Regions from separate parts of the Mus musculus genome. Here region 2 is linked to region 1. The links are chromatin contacts, called in public HiChIP or PLAC-seq maps. All regions are on one chromosome and are shown on one strand. The core of a region is the stretch at or near the end of the contact, and the rest is flanking DNA. Distances in the headings are between cores, read along the strand shown. Region 1 overlaps Soga1 (suppressor of glucose, autophagy associated 1). Region 2 holds the start of Rab5if (RAB5 interacting factor).

Region 1 (3,485 bases), core at 859-3,358:
GGTGTGGCTGTAAATTATCTTCCAGGTCTTTGAGACTCGAGTCCTGGTGGCTCACATGTCTGCTGAGTGTTCTGAGACAAACAGCATCCTCTCCTGGGCCTTTTGGCCCTTGTGGATGGTTCACACTGTGGAGGCCACCTGTACTCCCTGGCTGGTGGCCCTTTCTCTACCTGCACAACCTGTCAGTATTTCCCCTATTTCTCCCTCACATTGCTCGCTCCCACTAACTTCCCTCTCATGGCCCACCCAGATGGTCAAGAATAATACTCCCATCTAGAGACCCTTCTCTTAGTCTCGTTTGCAAAGCCCCCTTTGCTGTGGAAGGCATATATTTAGGATCCCCTGAATTTAGCTGTGGCTGTCTTTGGGTGGTGGTATTCAGCCTGTAACCCCAGCTGGCTTTCTGAGTGTGGCCAGCATTCAGGCACCCTGGCTACTGCCATGACATCTGTAGGTCTGACCCTTTCTTTTCACCCCTCAGGATGAGATTGAGGAGCTACGGGCTGAGATGCTGGAGATGCGGGATGTCTACATGGAGGAAGACGTGTATCAGCTGCAGGAGTTGCGGCAGCAGCTGGACCAAGCCAGCAAAACCTGTCGCATCCTGCAGTACCGACTGCGTAAGGCTGAGCGCCGCAGCCTCCGCGCTGCCCAGACAGGCCAGGTTGATGGGGAACTCATCCGAGGTCTGGAACAGGACGTCAAGGTCAGTCTGGGGTCACTGCCAACCTTCACAGGTGCCCTCGTTGGGTGGTTGGATCATAAACCCCATTGGGGATCCAGGTTAGGCCTGTGGCTTACTGCTTGCCTTGAGCAAATTATCCTGCCTCTCTGGGCCTCAGTTTTTCCATCTTCAAAGTGGGGACCCCTGGTGGATCAACACATCCTCCAAACAGGATAGCCAGGAAATGGTATGACAAGAACCCTTCTGAAGCAGCAAGAGGCCGTTTCTTGTATGTCTGCTTTGTATGTGGCTTTGGCCTCTGAGTAGGCCCTACTTATGGTCCCTGCTCAGCACCACAGGCTTCTTATGGGAAGACTGCAGCTGAACCAGGATGGTTCAGAGCTGGGCTCCAGGATACTTGGGCTTTGAGGTTTTAATCAAGTCTTCTATATTTCAATGTCCTCATCTGCAAAATGGGTATAAGAACCTACAATCCAGAATATTAAAACCCTGGCTAAGACACCAGAGGGACTGACAGTGAGTAGCTATTATTACTGCATCCGTTTTCTGGAGGAGGGGGCTGGGCCTCAGAGGAGAGAAGCACCTATCCAGGGTCAAGACGTCAGGCCCATCCACCTCTCAGACCTCACTGCTGGAACCTGCTGCTTCTCTGCCTAAGGAGAAAGCCTGAATGGCGCCACTTAGGTCGGGGATGGAGGAGAGAAGTCCCCATTGCCAGTCTGTCTTATGTAAGCCCCCAAAATGTGGGGACCCTGAGCCAGCCTCCGCTCTCAGAACTCAGTCCAGTGTGAACAAGGAACTCAGGGTGCTGCGACCGGTACAGAACTGGGAGGAGCCTAGGAGTTCTGCAGGTAGCCCAAGGGGGAAGAGGGCGTGAGCCTGGGAAAGATCCAGGACTTCCTTGGGGAAAGATCCCAAGGGCCCCGGAGGGCAGGCAGGTGCTGAGCAAGCCACACACCTGCTGCTGGAAAGCCCTGAGAATCCAGCCCTGCAGGGCATTCAGAAAGGACACTGTTCATTCTGTGACCAGCGTTGAGACTCTATGCAAGCCTGTGAACCTGTGTGGAGCCAGTTTCCTTGACTGCACACTAAGATCTTGTTATCCAAAAAATCATAAACAAAACACGATTTAAAAAAAAAACAACCTAACAACTCCCCGGTTCCCTCATCGGTAGGAGACAGAGCAGGGAGGGAAAGAGCGGAGCGAGCCGTTCAGGCGAATCTGCGGTTGGGCCCTGGTCTTTGAATCTGGGAGGGACCCTAGACAAGCAAGACCGAGAAGAGAGGTGGGGAGCAGGCTGGTGGGCGGGGCCAGAGCAGCTGGGATGGGGGTGGGGCTCAGCCCTCCAGGAGGAGGGGAAGGGCCCCTTCTGTTAGGATTTGAACGAGCCAATCTGCATGCCCGCGCTGCTCCTGCCCACCCCCGCAGCTGCAACGCTGAGCTCATGTTCTGGCTCTGTCTTAGCGGGCCGCACAGTTTTGCCATCACCCTTCCTCCCAGTGTGCTGGGGATGTTAGAGGCAATTATGGAGGTCCTCAGAATGCTGACTTCCCTGTCTTCCCCTAGGCACCTCTCAACCAGGTGGAGAGGGACTGGGGGCGGGGACGGAGGTGGGGGGTATGCCTAGGGATTCCTCTCCTGCTCAGCAGGCTCCTTGGCCCTGTGCCCTGCAGGGCTTTTGAGCTCCGGTGGTTTTATTGAGCTGGTATGTTATTAGTGAGATTCCCCAGCCGCCACCCCAGAACAACCCTCCCAGGCTCCTTTTGCTGGTCCACACAGTTAACAAGATCTCCGACCCTCAACAGGGAGACCCGCTAGCATGAGGATGGTCTGGCCACTTTATGGCCGTGTGGGCTTGGGTAAGCTGCTTCAATCTCTGATCCTGTTTCCACTGTGGAACATGGAGATAAGTTTAGTATCCTATAGAGACTTTAAAAAAAAAACACACAAACAAACCTTTATTTACTATGTCTGTAGCTTTCTGCTTACATATATGCCTCAACACCAGAAGAGGCACCAGATTTCAGTACAGATGGTTGTGAGCCACCATGTGGTTGCTGGGAATTGAACTCAGGACCTCTGGTAGAGCAGCCAGTGCTCTTAACCGCTGAGCCATCTCTCCAGCCCCCTATAGAGACTTTCATGACTATAAAATGAAATTACAAAATAGAGTCCTGTGTGGTAGGCATGGCACCAATCATAGGAGCACGTGATGGGAGGAGCCTCGGCTGGGGGACTCTGGGATCCACTGCTTTTCCTGTAGAGAGCCCCAGAACATGTCAGTAACATGTACCCCATCCTTCTATAAGGATGCTCTGGCCTTGGCTCTGTGTCCTGGGTGACCTGCATCACTTCCTCCTTGGAGCCTCAGTTTCCCTCTGTCAAATGGCGTGACAACACCCATCATGTGATTTTTGAGTTTGGTCACACATGCCTCAGGATGCTTGCCTGGCCTGAGGTACTGCTTATGATTTCCATCTCTCTCCTTGAAGATCAGAGCCACAGGGTCGCACTGCAATCCCAGGTTCAGAGCCCAGAGACTGATCTACCCAGGAGCTGGGGGCCACCGCTGCTGCTGGCCTTTGGCAGGGACCAGCACTGTGAATAGTGACCTCATGGATGAGCACATTTGTTTGTGCTTTAGGCATTTGCTGTGTGTCCAAGGCTGCCTCTCCTCTTTGTCTCCCTGCTTATAACTTCGGGGCTCAATGAGACAGGCACACAAGGCCCTTCAGGCTCTTTGGACATAGAAAGTTGTGTTGGGACTTGCTGTTGACAGGCCATTGTTAATCATTGTAG
Region 2 (3,584 bases), core at 503-3,002, 200 kb after region 1:
GTCAGGTGCTCTTACCCACTGAGCCATCTCACCAGCCCTGTATGTTTTATCTTAATGTATGCATGAGCACCATGTATGTGCCTGCTGCCCATGGATGCTGGAACACTGGAACTCCTCAGAACTGGAGTTACAGACCGTTGTGACTCACCATATGGGTGCTTGGATTGGAGCCCACTCTAAACTGCTGAGGCCTCTCTAGTCCCCATATGTGGTTCTTTTTTGTTGTTGTTTTCGAGGCAGGGTTTCTCTGTGTAGCTCTGGCTGTCTTGGAATTCACTCTGTAGACCAGGCTGGCCTGCAACTCAGGGATTCCCCGACCTCTGCCTCCCAGTGCACTACCACCACCACCTTGCTCCATATGTGGTTCTTCTGTCATTCCTTCTACTAAAGTGTGATGGGAAACAATATATTTAGACTATTAAGTGACTAATTCCAGAGCCTGTTCTCTACCATATTTTAGAGAAGTCGTTACTTCTTTAAAAGAAGCTGCGTAAATAGAAGTTTGTTTTGAAGTGACAATGGGCACTGTGCTCCTGGCCACAGATAACCCTTGGCTGGCCAGCTAAGTTCTAGAGAGTCTCCAGGAAGAAAAACTATTAACTTCAGTTCCCACCCTTCCTGTACAGCGACTTTTGAGAAAGCCAGAGTTAGGAAAGTGTGGTGGTGGAGAAGTGTGTGCTTAGGCCTGTGCCAGCTCATCTAAGTTTCACCCAACAAAGAGCACTCAGGTTTGTGAACTGCCCTGGACTCCAGACACCAGTCCTTGGACCGGGGAAGATAAAAAATATGACACAGCAGTTCACAAAGACGACAGGTTTTGCAAGAGCTGGGCAGGGCTGGGGGCAGGCCAAGGGCACCTTCAGGAAGTACTCCCCCCCTCCATGGCGGAACTGAAGGGAGGGAAGCCCAATTTCAACAGTCCAAACAACGGAAGGAGTCCAAATATAGCATTCTTTTCAAACCATCTAGAATCGGGCTGAATGGTGACAGGCTTGAAGATCACAGAATGGAGCAATGATAGGAGGCGTCCAGGCTCAGATCCTCTGGAGATGACCAGCGAGTGCATCTTTAAGTCCCCAACCTCTTCTAACCCATGTCTAGCGACTTTCTTACTAACTCACACCCTCTTAAGGTGGTCTTAGAACCGGCTCTCGAATCTTAAAGCTCACAGGGCATGTCTTCTTTCTCATCTAAGCGAGCAAGGACAGAGCCACCCCTCGCAATGTGCAAAGTAAACGCACTTCAGGGATTCCGCACCCGGCACGTGCGCAGTCTTCAGAAGCGCTAACTACTCCGGATCCTGCGGAGCAAACGGCGGGGGATAGCAGGGGCTCCGCTCGCTCCACTACGCGCCGGCCCCCTTGGCACCCCGCTCCCTGCTCCCATGGCCGCGCCCGGCCGATTGGCCGGGGCGAGGGAGACCCGGGCCCGTCCTCCCTCGCCGGGCCTTCTGCACCTTGTCGTCCCAGGCCGCGTCGCTCCGCAGCACCTTGCTCCACACGGACACCTTGAGGGCCCCGTTGGCCAGCTGCGGCTGAGGCGGCTCCTCCTTCCGCCGCCCGCCGCTCATCCTCCCGTCGCGCCGCCCGAGCCGGGCGTGGGGCGCGCGGGCCAAGCCGAAGGGAGTCGGGGTCTGGGACCGCGGGACTCGGCGCGCGGGGCGGCAGCGGTAGTCCGGGCAGCGAGGGACAGTGGCCCGCCGAGGCTCTGCTCGCTCTGCCCAGCGGCCGGCTCGCTAAGCTCCACGGAGCAGGCGCCGCCGAGGGAGGGGCGGGGCCCTGATGACGTGCGCACGCAGCCAATCGGCGGCCACGCGGCGGTCGGCTCCGAAGCTCGGCGACGCCTCGACGCGAGCGTCCCCTCCGGTGGGCGGAAGTGACAGAAGCTTCCGGCGGACGCCAGGGGACGGTGAGCGAGAAGGGACAAGTGCGGCCCGGAGGCGATCTGTGCGCGAGGAGGCGCTGTGAAGACTGAGGCACAGCCCCTCCGAGGAAAGCCGAGATTGTACGTTTCCTTGCCGGCTGAGCCGCGGCTCGTCCCCCGGAGCGACACAAAGAAGAAGTGGCCTTGCATCCTGCTCCGCCTCCCGAGCCGGGTCCTTGGTCCCCGGAAGCCCTGGGCTGCCCCACTGGAGTTACCTTCTGTGCGTTCTCTCCTAAACCTACACGTTATTCACGACTTTGTTCATGACTATGGAAAACAAAACAAAAACAAAAACCAAACCAAAGTTCCCTCGCCTGGCGATGGTGCAAGCCTGTCTACCTGCTGGAGGATGGTAAGTCCCCGGTCACGACAACCTGTCTCAACGGGAAAAAAAACAATTCTGTGAACCCTAACGTCTCCTCTTGCTCAGCGTTCTCTTCTGAGATCCGAATGTGAAGCTGAGATCCCAAGAGAGAAATTCTTTCCTAAGGATGAGGCAAGTTGAAACCAGGGGAGAACCCCACTAGGGGGAATAGAAAAGTAGTAGGTGTCGGGCTAGCTACCCCGTCCTCACTGTGTGTTGTTAGCACTTCCCAGGATGTGTTTTGAAAGGACAGAAGGAGCAGCACCCCCTGCGAACTTGTACAAAGACACGTTGTGGTGTACACTGTGACTCGTCTGCAGTCCAAACCCGGGGAGGAATGTTAGGCTGGCCTGGCTACATTCCAAGATCCCGTGCCCCGTCTGACCTGGGTTACACAGCGAAGCTGGTCTAGCATACAGAGTGAGAGATGCTGCCTCAAACAGACAAATGAGCAAAATCAGTCCCATCCTCCAGATGGTGCCACACAGGATGTGCTATGCTAAGGGATATCACTAAAAAACAAAAGAAAAGAAAAACCCCCCAAGAATTGTTTATTATGTATACATCGTTCTGGCTGCATGTTTGCCTGCAGGCCAGAAGAGAGGTTACCAGATCACATTATAGATGGTTATGAGCTACCATGTGGTTGCTGGGAATTGAACTTAGAACCTCTGGAGGAGCAGCTAGTGTTCTTAATCTATGAGCCATCTCTCCAGCCCGGAACATCACTTTTATGCAGTGAGTTTATAAAGGCAAAGTAATTTGCCTGGAATCATTGAGTTAGTAGTTGGGTTTATTTTACTCTAAATCCGAGTTCTTTTCTTTTTAAAAATAATTATTTCATTCCATAGTATGGGTGTTTTGCCTGCAGTGTGTGTGTGTGTGTGTGTGTGTCTGTGTGTGCACCACTTTGTGTGCCTGCTGCCTAAGAGGGCGACATATCTCCTACAGATAGTTGGGCGCAGTCATTCAGGTGCTTGGAATTGATTTCTTTTTTAAAAGTTTATTTTATATGTGTGTGTATATATATATATATATGTGTGTGTGTGTGTGTGTGTGTGTGTATACACAAATATATATGTGTATATATATATACACACACACACACACACACATATGTACATATATATGCTGTTGCTGTCTTCAGACACACAGGAAGAGGGCATTGAATCCCATTACATATGGTTATGAGCCATGATGTGGGTGCTGGGAATTGAACTCAGGACCTCTGAAAGAGCAATCAGTGCTCTTAATTCTGTCCAGCCCGGAACTGAATTCCTAAGCCAGAATTCGTAAG

What was found. HiChIP or PLAC-seq counts read pairs in DNA pulled down with a chosen protein or histone mark.
Region 2: an H3K27ac HiChIP or PLAC-seq map of microglia shows a contact between it and region 1, with 7 times the contacts expected there. The contact joins the promoter of Rab5if here to the enhancer-like site in region 1. A contact is called at or near these places in 2 of 39 promoter capture datasets (hippocampal neurons and neural stem cells), 2 of 484 Hi-C or Micro-C datasets (bone marrow-derived macrophages and embryonic stem cells), 33 of 115 datasets of contacts at active chromatin or transcription factors (the 230-238 cell line, the HPC-7 cell line, the SCID.adh cell line and 23 more) and 4 of 9 other capture datasets (adipose tissue, embryonic stem cells, liver and 1 more).

What each region holds. Positions count from the first base shown.
Region 1 is chr2:157,057,409-157,060,893 of GRCm38.p6, reverse strand. Soga1 (suppressor of glucose, autophagy associated 1) reads left to right here. Exons shown (of 15, transcript NM_001164663.1): 2 at 482-706. Among named protein-coding and RNA genes, the nearest start is that of Soga1, 20 kb to the left of the region's middle. Within about 2 kb of position 2,108, at least 137 of the 459 cell types and tissues checked have an H3K27ac peak or open chromatin away from gene starts, as enhancers often do. A contact at or near this core is called in differentiating embryonic stem cells, embryonic fibroblasts, embryonic forebrain and 8 more, where this site is marked.
Region 2 is chr2:156,861,290-156,864,873 of GRCm38.p6, reverse strand. It overlaps Rab5if (RAB5 interacting factor), which reads right to left and starts at 1,752. Exons shown (of 4, transcript NM_026124.3): 1 at 1,457-1,752. The coding sequence starts at 1,570. It overlaps 5430405H02Rik (RIKEN cDNA 5430405H02 gene), which reads left to right and starts at 1,929. Exons shown (of 3, transcript NR_027914.1): 1 at 1,929-2,275.